Regions from separate parts of the Sus scrofa genome. Here region 1 is linked to region 2. Evidence: chromatin contacts called from public HiChIP or PLAC-seq data. All regions are on one chromosome and are shown on one strand. The core of a region is the stretch at or near the end of the contact, and the rest is flanking DNA. Distances in the headings are between cores, read along the strand shown.

The links. HiChIP or PLAC-seq counts read pairs in DNA pulled down with a chosen protein or histone mark.
Region 1: a contact with region 2 is called in an H3K27ac HiChIP or PLAC-seq map of alveolar macrophages. The contact joins the promoter of ATF2 here to the promoter of CHRNA1 in region 2. A contact is called at or near these places in 2 of 2 datasets of contacts at active chromatin or transcription factors (alveolar macrophages and skeletal muscle).

What each region holds. Positions count from the first base shown.
Region 1 is chr15:81,072,241-81,079,436 of Sscrofa11.1, forward strand. ATF2 (cyclic AMP-dependent transcription factor ATF-2) reads right to left here and starts at 4,333. Exons shown (of 14, transcript XM_021075925.1): 1 at 4,139-4,333.
Region 2 is chr15:80,690,033-80,696,694 of Sscrofa11.1, forward strand. CHRNA1 (acetylcholine receptor subunit alpha) reads right to left here and starts at 2,224. Exons shown (of 9, transcript XM_021075437.1): 1 at 2,090-2,224. The coding sequence starts at 2,132.

The sequences.
Region 1 (7,196 bases), core at 3,083-5,582, 380 kb after region 2:
TATGCTATAAAAGTAAAATAAAAAAAACTATCTATGATATTATAATTCTGTAAAAACTATAATGTATATGCACAAATTAGAAGACAACAAAAATAATGAAAACACTTATCTGTTAGTAGGGAAAACTGGAACTGATTTCTGCTAACATTAACAAGTATTCAGTAAATAAAAGTAAACACACTCACTCAAAACAGTAGAATTAGAAAAAAAAACAAAGCTATAAAATTGGAATGATAAAGGTTGAGGTTCAGTTAGGCAAACTAAAGAACATTTAGGGAGCATATTTATAAATTTAAGGTCACATTACAGGTGAAGGTAACCATATAATACCAAAGTAACCAAAATACTTCTTGGTAATTTACCAACTGGCTTTTTTGCCAATTACAATCATTCCCACTCTGTCTTTCCCCTCTAATCTTGTTGAGAGTTTCTCCAGTAATAAGCTACTATTACTGTTGGGAGTGCTTTCTATTCCTTAATTATTAAGACCGAAAGAAAAAAATGGTGTAGAATCTCTATCTCTGTTAAGATACAGAATGCAGAGGTGGGTGATGAGGCCTAGGCCACCAAGAATTTATATCCCTTCTTGTTGCAAAAAAATGTTTTTAATTACTACCACTACCAAAATGCCAAGAAGAAGAAAAAGAAAGCGTCACTAAAAAAAATATATATATATAAATGGAGGAGTTCCCGTCATGGCTCAGTGGTTAACGAATCTGACTAGGAACCATGAGGTTGCAGGTTTGATCCTTGGCCTTGCTCAGTGGGTTAAAGATCTGTTATTTCTGGAGCCGTGGTGTAGGTTGAAAATGTGGCTTGGATCCCAAGTTGCTGAGGCTGTGGCGTAGGCCAGCGGCTACAGGTCCAATTAGACCCTTAGCCTAGGAACCTCCATATGCTGTGGGTGCGGCCCTAGAGAAGCCAAAAAAAAAAAAGCCGCCCAAAAAATACACATATATAAATGGATATACCAGTTACAAGGTTATTAAAAAGAATGAAAGTAGGATTTTTAATGAATATTTATGTTATTTTAAATGATATTTAGTTATAATAATACATGTAAAATAATTCCAATTATTGCTGACCTTAAAGATCCTTAAATTTCTTTGAAACTATAACTTACACTAACTTTTCAAACTTAAGAAACAGAACAAAAGAAACAAAATATTTTTTGTGGGATTTTCCCCTAGATATGAATAGGTGAATACTATCATTACTACCTCATCAGTAAAAGTTACAATAACACGCAGAATTTTAGATCAGTATTTAGCCTCAAGGAAAAGGTGGGAATATTTGATAAACACATAAATGTTCTAGATTAAACTACTGACTACAACAATACAAATTTATTTACAGTACATTTTAATTTACTGTGCCCACACCTCAGTGTACAGAAGTTCCCTGGGCCAGGGGTGGAATCTGAGCAGCAGCTGTGACCTACACCACAGCTTTGGCAATGCCACATCCTGAACCCACTGAACCACAGTGGGAATTCCATAGTACACTTTTAATTAAAGAACAGCATAACAAATACTTTATTAATTTAAAAAAAATAATTGTTATTCAGTGGAGATGAGAGTTTCTGGTGAAAATCTGGTTTAAAATAGGGAGACTTCAACTACTTTACCTTTTCTAAGGACATTAAACTAGGAATATCAAAGAAAAAGAGGTGCCAGCTTATAGGCTTATTTCATATTGGAAGGAAGAGCCTGAAGACAAAATGAATGGAAACAGCATGTATGGTGAGATTATTTACTGGATCTAACAATTTAATCTACCAGCAGAAGATATACAAATCATTAAATCCCAACTTTTCCAAAATACAAAAATTTAGGTAGAAAAACTTTATAGATGATTTCTTCAGAGTTAATGTTAATTACAGGGAGTAGAAGTTTGATGTAAAGCATATCTTTTTAAAATGATATTCATATAGGAGTTCCCGTCGTGGCACAGTGGTTTACGAATCCGACTAGGAACCATGAGGTTTCGGGTTCGGTTCCTGCCCTTGCTCAGTGGGTTAACGATCTGGCGTTGTTGTGAGCTGTGTGTGGTGTAGGTTGCAGATGTGGCTTGGATCCTGCGTTGCTGTGGCTCTGGCATAGGCCAGCGGCTTCAGCTCCGATTAGACCCCGAGCCTGGGAACCTCCATGTGCCGGGGGAGCGGTCCTAGCAAAGGCAAAAAGACAAAAAAAAAAAATGATATTCATATAGTCTCTAAATCCTGAATACCAATAAAAAGCACCACTTCAAATTATTTCTTAAAGAGCTGACAATCACTTCTGTTAATCTCAGTTTAAAAATATGAAACATATACTCTAAGTAAAAAAGTAAATGCAGGAATTTCTGGATTGCACATTTAATAAATATAGTGCCCCAAATACTAAATAAACATTCTAATAAGGTATTTCAAAAAACAAATTCCAGAAAATACAATCAAATCTACAGAAGGCATGTATCTTACAACACACAAAAGTCCCTGAAAGCCCCTTCCTTACTGACAACTAAAAACCAAACACCTGTGTTCTAAACTACCACTCTATTACACTTTAAATAACTAAAACTTAATGGCAGTAGCATTCTCTCAAAACAAGATTAAACATGTTTCTTAGGAAAGCAGCACACACTGCATTTGGAATATTCATACAAATTATTTTACAAAGATTAGAATTAAATTATTAATGACCTTAAAGATCCATGAACGTAATTGCTTCGTGATCTGAAGAAGGGCATCTCTATTTTTGAACATACTGTACAATGATGTTCCTGTAGTTTTGAAAACAGTGCTTACAGCGGATTCTTCAAGTCAGTGTAATAAATTTAAATTCAATTACAAAATATAATTGCTATTGTATTTGTCTTCCAGGGCACTTAACCCTGTAGGGATGACTTTTTAACAAGCTTCTCACCTTCATAGTTTTGGATATAGGCTTTAAGATTGTGCCTAGAAAGGTGATTACTGACAATGGTTATAGATTTCTTCACATAGGACAAAAAGTGTGCCCAAAGGAACCGGTTTTTCCTGATTTCAAACATATACATTAAATTTATTTACTGTTGCCGTCTCCAAAACTTAAAATTCCTAAGAATCTGTAACTTTTCACATAATAATTAAGGGATTAGTCACAGGCCTAAGGTTCCTCAGGAGTAATCCCTTTTACTCCACCATATTCACAGTACTTTTGCTCCTGTCCTGACCAGTTTTAAAACTTTTCATTAAGCAAAGACAATTTTATGCTACCTAAGGGAACAAAAATAGTTCCCAGCCCCTCCGCCTTCTCCCTCCTCCTAGCGTCAGTTCAACCAGCGAACACAGAAAACGCACACACACGCGCACACACACACACACACTCGGGCCCGGTCCCTAGGGCATCAATAAAAAGCACAGGTTATTCCCCTACAGAAGCTCTGCAGTCTACCCAGTAAGGTTAAAAAAAAAAAAAATGGGGGAAAATACCAGAATCAATCTGCACCCGCACCTCAGCCCCGCCCCATTGGGAAAATGCAGGGGGTGGCGAGAGTATGAAGGGGCAGAAAGGACAGAAAAGGCAGATACTTCCAGCTCCAGGTTCTTACACCATTTGTTCCACCAGCTTCCACCACAGCCAGAGACCCTGACCCTGTTTTCAGCCGCGCCTCATGATCCTGCCCCCCGCCACCACCATCACATACAGTCCCCAAACCACTGAGTGGGGAGCCCAGAGCCAGCCCTCTTCCTGTTCAATCTAAGGACTGAAGCGGGGGGTCTCCCTGCATCCTCGGCGAATCCGACGTGTGCCCCGGGACCTCTGAACTGACCAAAGAAGGGGAAGCTATATCAGGGGGAGGGGTCTAAGAGGAGCCGTTATTCTTTTCCTCTTCGTTAGGAAAGCGCGCGAGCAGGGAGGGGCCGGAACAACAAATGCCAGTTACCTAACGGTCCAGCCTGGCCGGTCCGGCTCGCGAAGCGGACGCCGCGCGGTCCGCTGAGGTGGCAGCACAGCCACAGCCGCCCCGCGGGCTAGGCACCGAGTCAGGAGCGCCCGAGGTGATGGGAAGCGGGGGGTGGGGACTATGGTGAGCGACGTCGCCATATTAGTGCCTTCTTTCTCCGTATCCCTACAGTCTGCAGTCCTGCAGCCCTCTCCCCATCACCACTCACCTTTCCAAGTCACTAGTTCATGCTTCTTTCAGTGGCTGAGAATACCCGAGCTCAGCGGTGTTTACCAACCACCCCAGGAGGAAAGGGCTGAACCACACTTTAAAGGCCACGGGCTCCCACAGGCTTCCGTCCTCTCTCGCGAGATCGGACTGACAACCCTTCTCTCCGCCCCACTCCCGGCATCCCTCCTTTCTTCTCATGCCCCTCCCCTCCACGCACACGCCCCTTCTTGCTTTCCTTCAGACCAAGCGCCTCCGGGTCAGGTGGTTCCGTGAGGCGTAGGAAAAGGGGCGGGACTGCAGGAGGGCCGGGGTGAAGGGGGCGGGAGCCAAAGACTACTCGACCGCTGGCTATTGGATAAAGAGCCAGATGGGCGGGAAGCAATTCTGGACGGGGCGGGACCAGTCGAAAGAGTGTTGTCTCGGTAACCCAGGAGCTGCAGAAGGGTGATTGGCAGCTGGCTGGAGGCGGGCGCGAGACTGGGGCGCTCAGCAGGTGGCTGCTTGAGGTGGCTAGAGGAGGTTGTTGATGTGCAGGGAGGAAAGGTGAACTCTGGAAAGGCTGCAAGTAGCGGGAGAGAAAGCAGAAGAAGTCATATCCGGGAGCCTGGTATTTCCGTTGCTGTCATTTCCCGACCCTCGGGAGGAAAAAGAGTAAAGCGTAGGGAGGCGTGCACCGAAACCCACCTTCGGGCTACCGTGAAGCCTGTGGGGAGGGGGCGGAGGCAGGGGCGGGGTTCGGTTAAATTGAAGTTTAGAAGAGGCGAAGTTTGCTGGAAATTACCCCCGAGCCCCCATACACGCCTAAGGCGCGAAAGCAAAATGTCAGTTCTGAAAATAAACGAAAAAGCCTTTACTATGAACGGCTTTTGTTCGAATTTACTAAGTTGTAGCTGAAACTGATTGCTCCGGCTCAAAGCGCCCAGCACCGGTGTATGATATTGGCATACAAATATATTCTAAGTAACTTACTAAAAGGAAATATTGTGGCCTTCTACCATGTCTCCATAACTTAAAACAATGGAAGGACTTGTTAATAAGAAAAAATCCTCCATGTTATGGTGTACCTTGTTTTATCAGTTTACTTACTATAGATAAAAATAGATCAATTTTAGTAGCGATAATTTCAAACCTTTAAAACCTCAAAACTCCGTATTAATATTTTAGAGAGGACCAAATGACACCAAATTAGAATATGGCTTAGAAATTGCACTCTTCCACAAATATTAATGCTACCGCTTAGTAGGTTGATGCAATGCCAAGGAAACAGCTGTCAGGCTCTGAAAGTACCTGTTTAAAAAGAAGGGGGGAAGAGCTCCCACCATGGCTCAGCGGTGAGGAGCCCAACTAGTATCCATGAGGACACGGTTCAGTCCCTGGCTTCGCTCAGTGGGTTAAGGATCCCTCCTTGCCATGAGCTGTGTCAGCCACTGATGTGGCTTGGATCCCGTGCAGCTGTGGATGTGGCGTAAGTCATCAGCTGCAGCTTCAATTCAACCAGTAGCCTGCGAATCTCCATATGCCATGGGTGAGGCCCTAAAAAGATAAAAAGCCGGGCGGGGGGGGGGAATCTTTTGATTAACATAAAAGACAAAAGGGACAATGTTTATTGCTCTGCAGTTGACACAGATACACTCCTAAAAACACAAATATTGATTGTTCAATAAATACACACTGGCACTGTTGAAAAGTATGATGGGGCTCCTACAAAAAGTTGCATTATTTTTTAAAAGTGTGTTTTTTTCAATGTTTTGTTTTCCATCTATTAAGTGATGATTTCTAGTCTATAACAAAATTATGAATTAAATTTACACATGAACATAAAATATAATCTCAGAGAGTTCCCTTGTGGCACAGTGGGTTAAGGCTGAGAAGTTTACGTATGAACATAAAATGCGATCTTAGGGAGTTCCCTTGTGGCACAGAGGGCTAAGAGATCCTTGTCAGTGCAGCACCTTGGGTAGGCACAGGTTCATCCCTGGAGTGGGAACTTCCACATGCCACAAGTGCAGAAAAAAAAAAAAACAAAAAAACCCCCAAAACCTCAAACATTATCTCCAAACTCAAGTGAAACTGAAATTGTTGGAAGATTGTGGGGCATAGTATTCGAGAGTTAATGAACCTGCAGTTCAATAATGATATCTGGCATAAGAGTGAAATTGTAATGGCACTGGACTTTTTATCAGGTCTGGCCTGTATACATGTGTGAGCCAATTTACCCCTTCTTTTAAAACTAATTTCAGGGAGTTCCTGTCATGGCTTGGTGGTAACAAACCTGACTAGTATCCATGAGGACACAGGTTCGATCCCTGGCCTCGCTCAGTGGGTTAAGGATCCGGCATTGCCGTGAGCTGTGGTGTAGGTCACAGACACTTCTTGGATCATGCATTGCTGTGGCTGAGATGTAGGCCAGCAGCTACAGCTCCCAATTCTACTTCTTGCCTAGGAACTTCCATATGCCACAGGTGAGGTTCCTAAAAAGCCAAAAAAAACCAAAAAAACAAAAAACAAAAACCTGAAAGGGACCAAATTATTAACACTGTTTGTCTCAAATTAAAATGAAAGTACTGTCCCTATATAATGTTAGTAATACTGTGTAGTGTTAGTGTAATGTAGCACTGATTATTAAAACCACAGCAGCTCAGGTTACTGATGATGAACATGGTGATGGACAAAATGTGCAATTGACAGATCATAAATTATTACATCTAGAACACACTCACTCACACACACATTCACCATCCCCCAAAATGCCTAGTGTGAGCAAATGAATTATAAATGTTATGGCATTCAAATTAGATAGATTAAAAAAATTATTTTCCATTCACTTATGTTTTTCTTCAGTTTTGATTCAATTTAAATTTCCCCTCATCCTTACTTCCCCAGTTTGTTGCCATTAGATAATTATTTACATGTTATTTTAAAGAAAATCTTTTAGGCGTCTTTCTAGACAAGAGAAGAATCATTTAATAATACAAATAGTACTCTGATCTGTTCTGAGAACAGTTTTGCTAATTTTCTAAAGAGAAAGTAATATCGAGAGAAAGTATAAAGGCGGT
Region 2 (6,662 bases), core at 974-3,473:
CTTTCCTTTTTTCCTCCCCAAAGCCAGGTAGAGTGGTCAAAAACTTATAGGACTTGAAGTCAGAATTCTAGGATTTTGTTCCCAACTCTAATATGGTCTGCAGAGTTGGACCAGTTCTTCATGGATTCAATAAATCACAGAAAATACTTTTTTAAAAGGCAGGATATAAATTAACAACCATATAGACAAAAACATAAACAATGTCAAAGTCTCCCTTTTCAGCAAAATCATGTTGGTTATCCTTATTCAGATGGTGATAACTCACTCACATAGTTGCTGAACATTGGCTGTGTGCAAAGTTTGTTTTAAGAACAAAGTTTCTTTAAGGTTTTCAAATGTGAATCTGACACAAATCCTGTCCTTCTACCCTCATGGACATTGACACTTGTCATTTATGTACATAGCTGTGAACGAGTTGGAAAGTAACATGCCACAAGAAAGGTGGCAATGAAGTGCTTGGGATTTCTGAGCTGGAAGAGAGAGGCAGGTTGCAATGAAAGTGCTATGGCAATAGGACAGGGATCTTTATGTGTTAAGCTAACATTCCCTGATGCGAATGAGAATTTTGCCCACAAAGGACTGATTCCAAGTAGGGGAACCCAGCCACAATTTCAAAGTGTTCTTTTGTACCATAATGGTTCAGTCTGAATTTTTATGCAGGGAACAGCCTCCTGATTGGGCAAAAGGACTTCTGTCCTGTTAACAGTCACCTTGGGTAATTCTTATCTCAATCTTGCTACCTTTGCAATTTCGGGCTGTGTTTTCTGACTGTGCATATCACAAATGGAGTCTGATCACATTCCAAAGTCTATAAATTAAGTGACTTCAGGCAGGGCAGTTCATGTCTTTAGGTTCTATTTCCTTATAGTAAATAACTAAAGATATTGGATTGCTTCACTCGCTCAAAACTTCTGTGAACCATCTATATGAAAAGACACCAGAGAACCCTAGGCTTTATCTAAATACATATCACATACTGTAAAAATATCTAAACATGCATTTTTGGAGGTCTTTGGTGTCCTAAGAGATCTCTTAAGGATTTTTACATGTAAATATATCACTCAAGAATATCTATTGAGTGTACTGTTTATGAACACAACACACACACACTCACACATACACTCACATACCCTACACACACCCTCATCACCACCAGGCCAGTGTCAGTTGGATCCAGTCCAAATCCCACAGGATATAATTTATCAGAGTTTAGGCTATTCCCCTCAACTCTGTTATTGAAAAAACATTAATAATAAAGCTCATCACTGCTTTCGCCCGGAAGACCTGTGTTTGTCAGAGCAATATTAGAGAAGAGAAATCCACAGAACATCAGCCGCCTTGTTTCTCAGTTGTGCTGATATCACCAGTAAACTTTTACATGAAGCAATCTATCTATTTCCCCTTACCGGAAGTTTGGGATTCAGGCTAGGGTTTCAGCTGCTGTGTTGTGACACATTTCAGAGTTGAATGCAGGTCAAGGGCTGTGTAAGTTTTTATGGTTTCAATCCAAAGCCAAACCTACACACAGTCATGTCCTTTTTTTAAAAAAAAAAAAAAAAAGTAGGCAGGAATGCATTCCTATGGACTTTTTAACTTCAGAAAAGAAAATATTTCAGCTCTCATGGAGAGCGTTTAGTTACAGTCATGAATAGGTTTCTCCCTCCGGCATGTGGAGCTGTCAATCAATTGACTTCATTTTCAAAATTCTCCTAGAGCCATAAAAGGATTTCTGAACCATTTTGCTTGTGATTGTAAGTTGCCTTTCTAAGTCTTTATAATTGGTCAAACACGACCACAGCTCCTGCTGAATCTAATGATATGAGTGACTTGGATGCCGGTCTGATGAAGGGAGAGACTTGCATGTCTACATTGTAGCTCTTGACCAGGCAGCTCCAAATTTGACCAAATAACCCCAACTAAAAACCTTTATCCACAAACCCAGTCAAACCAACATCGGTGAGAAACTGACAGAGCCACCTCAGGCTGGGGAAGCCCTGCAATTTTGTGTTCCCATCAAAGATGCAAGACTCTGGTTTGGGGGCTTCTAGTGCTTTAGCCTCAAAGGAGCGCCCCCAGCCCTGGCCCTTACCTGAGCAGAGGCTGAGGAGCAGGAGGAGTGCCGGGGGCTCCATGAGCTGGTGGCGAAGTGGTGGCCTGTGCTGCTCGCTGACACTCTGGCCGGACACTTGGCTGCTGGAGGGTTTGGAAAGTGAGTTGGCTCAGCCGAGCTATTGTTTTACACCACCTGTTTGTAGCTGTGACAGCTGGACTGCCCGGAGCCCTGGAGCCAGGGGCTGAGGTCCTTACATTACCACAGGGTGTTCCCTTCACATAACTGCTGTACCTTTGACAAGTTGAGTGTGAACTGCACTGTGTTTTAAAAGCACCATGAATCCAGTCTTGATTTAAAGTAAAACCAAATTTTTTTTTTTTTTTTGTCTTTTAGGGCCACACTGGCGGCACATGGGAGTTTCCAGGCTAGAGAATGAATGAGGACCTGTAATTGCCAGCCTATGCCACAGCCACAGCAATGCTGGATCCTTAACCCACCGATCAAGGCCAGGGATCGAACCCACAACCTCATGATTCCTAGTTGGATTTGTTAACCACTGTGCCACAACAGGAACTCCAAGAATGAATTATTTTGAATGGTGAGCAACCCCCTCCCTTTTGTGTAAAGCAGAACCTCATCTGTGTGGATTAGTCAGGGTCACTCAGTCTGAGTGGATCATCAGCTGTGTGTGTGAGACACTGGTCATCCTAAAGCACAAAAGTCCACATTCTACAAAAAGGAAAATTTACTCACTTTGCTTCCCCCTTGGCTGAGAAATGCCTGGGGTTTTTGTAACAGAATGAATGGCTTTGAGAAGAGTGTAGTTGGTGCTGAAAGGGCTGCTGGAGAGAATTCCATGTCTGATCGGGTTTGGTTTTAAACCACGGCAGCTTCTTCCATAAAACTGGTTTTATGGTGGCCCCTGGAGTGGCTGTTCCAACCCTCATCTCTGTATTGGCAATACCTATCCCATGGTGCCCCATTAGCTGCAGCAAACAGCCCACCTCCCACGTCCTGTTATTCAAGTGAAAAGTAATTAATGGGAAAAGTGTCCCAGCGCATAAGCGCTGTTCCAGGCTCCTACTTCCTTCCATTGCTCCTCTGCCTACTCTCACTCAGGGAAGCAGGGAACGGGGGGTTCAGCTTTTCAGTTGCTTTGTCTAAAAAAGTCCCCAATGCCAGCAGTTAGTAATTGCTCAGCCTGAGAAGTATTTTTCACCAAAACAGGGAAAAGAGCAGTTATTTAAAGACACCCAGCCTGTTCCTTCCTCACTTCCTTCTCAGCCTGAATCAAAGGAGGAAGGTCCCTCACTGCAAGCCCGAGAACGGCGTCCTGGCCAATTCCCTTATTCCTGTGAGTCCAAGAAACAATTAGGGAGAGGGCTTGGAGTGTGGTGGAGAGAGATGGAGTCTGCATGATTTATACACTTTTTGCTTTAAATTCTGGGAGATCCCTAACTGTCTATGGGGGAAAAAAAGGTTTTCTCCCTTCTTGGCATAGCACTGTGAGTGCAAAGGCAGGAATACCTCCTGCCACCTTGCCCCTTATATCTAGATGGAGCCATGGATCAAGTTCTAGAAAATGAAATGTAAGGGAAATTTTATGAGCCCATTCTCCCATTGCAGCCTCATCTCTGACTGACTGGGCTGCGTGGACATGACTCTTAGGGTGACCTTGGAAACCACATGTGGTAGGGGGCTTTCCTTTGGACATCCTGAACTTTTTTTTTGTAATATTACTCAATGAATTGATTATATTTATAGTTGTACAAGGATCATCACAACCCAATTTTATAGCATTTCCATCTCAAACCCCCAGTGCATCCCCTCCACCCCCCAACCTCTCTCCTTTGGAAACCAAAGTTTTTCAAAGTCTGTGAGTCAGTATGTGTTCTGCAGAGAAGTTCATTGTGGACATTCTGAATTCTTGAATGACTTGAGGGAGGAGGGCACCCCACTGGCATGGTCATCACCCAGATTTTATGAGCGAGAACAACACTTTTACTGTGTCAAGCCATTGAAATCCTTGGGCCTATTTGTACAGCAGCTAGTGTTATCGTTATTCATACAAAATTTACTCCCTTGCACTGGGGATCCTGAAATATGTAGCACAGTGGAGGAAGGGCAATAAAATTGCTATTGGAGACTGAAAAGATGAAGATAATATCAAATTACTTAATAAAAGCATTGTCCTTGATTACTTCATGAGCAAAGTATCTAACAAGCCTCTAGAAGAGGCTGGAAAACACAAAGCCAGTGTTAGTTCCTATTGGCTTTGCTTAGCAAGTCTGCGCAAGGAAGAGTCAAGCTCAAACAACAAGTGGCTGGTTCAAGAACAAAACTGAAAGGGAATAGAATGTGCCCAGAAATCTAGAGCCTTCTGCTTTGAACCCTAAGAGTAAGTGGTAACACAGAAAAAAAGGCTTTCAGCAACAAAAGCTGGTTAGCCTTAAGAGCCATTTAAGGCTGCTCGCTTTATGCTCAGGCCCATTTTCCCCCCTAGAGGCTTCAAGATGGTTTCCATTAAGTGGGAAGAAAGAAGCATTAGGGGTTCAGATGCAAAGACGTAAATCAGGCTTGAGAATTATGTCTGATAAAGAACCCTAGGTGTGCATACTGGCACATGAAAATGACTGCAAAGAAGTATTTCAGAAGCTTACTAAATATCTGGAGGAATTGTATGGCCAAAGAACTCAGACTGCAAAGCTTTGGTTGCTCAAGACTTGAATTCAGTCCTTGGGTGGATGAAACGCATGGCAGAAAGGCTACAGCACCTGCAGTGTCCACCAGAGGGCGCTATCCATACCACTCACCTCACAGGTAGCCTTGGACTTCATGGAGGAGGAAGAACCCGGCGAGGAGCACATCCTGAGGGCCACTGAGCGCTATGAACAAGGGAGTTCTGCCAAAAGAGCAAAATCAGAGATGAACCAAAGAATCCTTGCAGACTCTCTTGGTGCCCAGTCACGTCCCCTTGGCTTTCGCCTTGACTCAGAGAAATCTGCTGACTGCCCACACCTGCGACCCTCCACCTGAGGGTTTTTCCTTTTATTCCTTATCTGAGGGAACACAGGGATACCCTGCAAATGCAAGAGAGTTAATGCCCCTCCGAAACAGCCCTCAACCACTGTCAGAGGCGAAATCTCCCACCCCCCCCCCTTGGAAGCTGAGGCACACTCAGTGGGTTAAGGATCCAGTGTTGCCATGAGCTGTGGCGTAGAGATTTCCTAAAGGATTGGACTTGGATGCAAAAGAAAGAGAGATGCCGCTTGGATTGTCTCGCTGTGGTGTAGGCCTCAGGTGCAGCTCCAATTGGACCCCTAGCCTGGGAACTTCCATATGCTGCAGGTGCAACCATGAAAAGGAAAAAAAAATGTATATGTTTAATAAGTGAATTGTTTAGTAGTATCTTAGGAGGAGGAAAAGACTATGGAAAAAGGAGAAAGTAGAGCAGGGTAAAGAGGATCAGGACAACTGGAGAGGGGACTGCAATCATAAAGGTCCCCAGGTTGGAGGGTGTGTTTCACTGAAGATGCATTTGAGCAAAGACTGAAGGAGCACAGATAACTGTGGGATGAGGATTCCAGGCAGAGTGAGCAGCAGTAGAGGTCCCCCAGGGGAATGGGCCTGGTGTGCTGAAGTCAGAGCAAAGAGGCCAGCTGGCTGGAGGGTGAGTGATGGGGAGCCGCCTAGAGGAGCCCCAGGGGTGGGGGACGCAGCACACCCTCTAGACGTTTATTCTGTGCGAGATGTGAGATGTGGAGACTCTGCAGGGTTCTGAGCAGGCGTGACATGCTCTGACACATGTTGTCAAAGGGCAATTCTGGCTCCTGTGGTGACAGGAGGCTGTAGGGGAGACAAGCTCGAAGCTATGCAGTAATCCTGGTGGTAGATGGTGTTGGGGGAAACCAGAGTGGATGCTGGGGGCGGGGGGGGGGGCAGCGGTGAGAAGTAGTTGGATTTGGGAACTGTATTTTGACACTGAGGCTAATGAGATTTCCTAAAGGATTGGACTTGGATGCAAAAGAAAGAGAGGATGATGATTAAAGACGATTTGCAGGGTTTGGGCTTGAGCATTTGGAAGGTTTTAGGCGCCAACAGGTGAATTAAAGAAGGCTTGGATGGCGCAGGTTAAAAGGGAGGAAATGCATGTGCTCTTGGTTTGAGGGGTCTATTAGAAATCTGAGTAGGCAGTTGGATTTAGGGGTCAGGATTTTAAGGGAGAGGTCTAGACTAGGGTATGGTGCTTAAAACCACAACTGGATAAGATCAAAGGGATGAGTATAAGCAGAAAAGAGAACTAATGTCAAAACCACAATGAGATAGCTGCTCACACACATCAGAATGGAGATGATCAAAAAGACCACTGAATCTCTCTTGTGCCCCAGTGGGTTAAGGATCTGGTATGTCACTGCAGTGGCTTGGGTTGCAGCTGTGGCACAGGTTCAATCCCTGGACTGGGAACTTCCACGTGCTGTGGGTGCAGCTTACCAGCCCCCCTCCAAAACAACAACAACAACAACAACAAAAAACCACAAATAACAAATGTTGGCAACAATGTGGAGAAAAGGAAACCTTGTACACTGTTGGTGGAAATGTAAATTGGTGC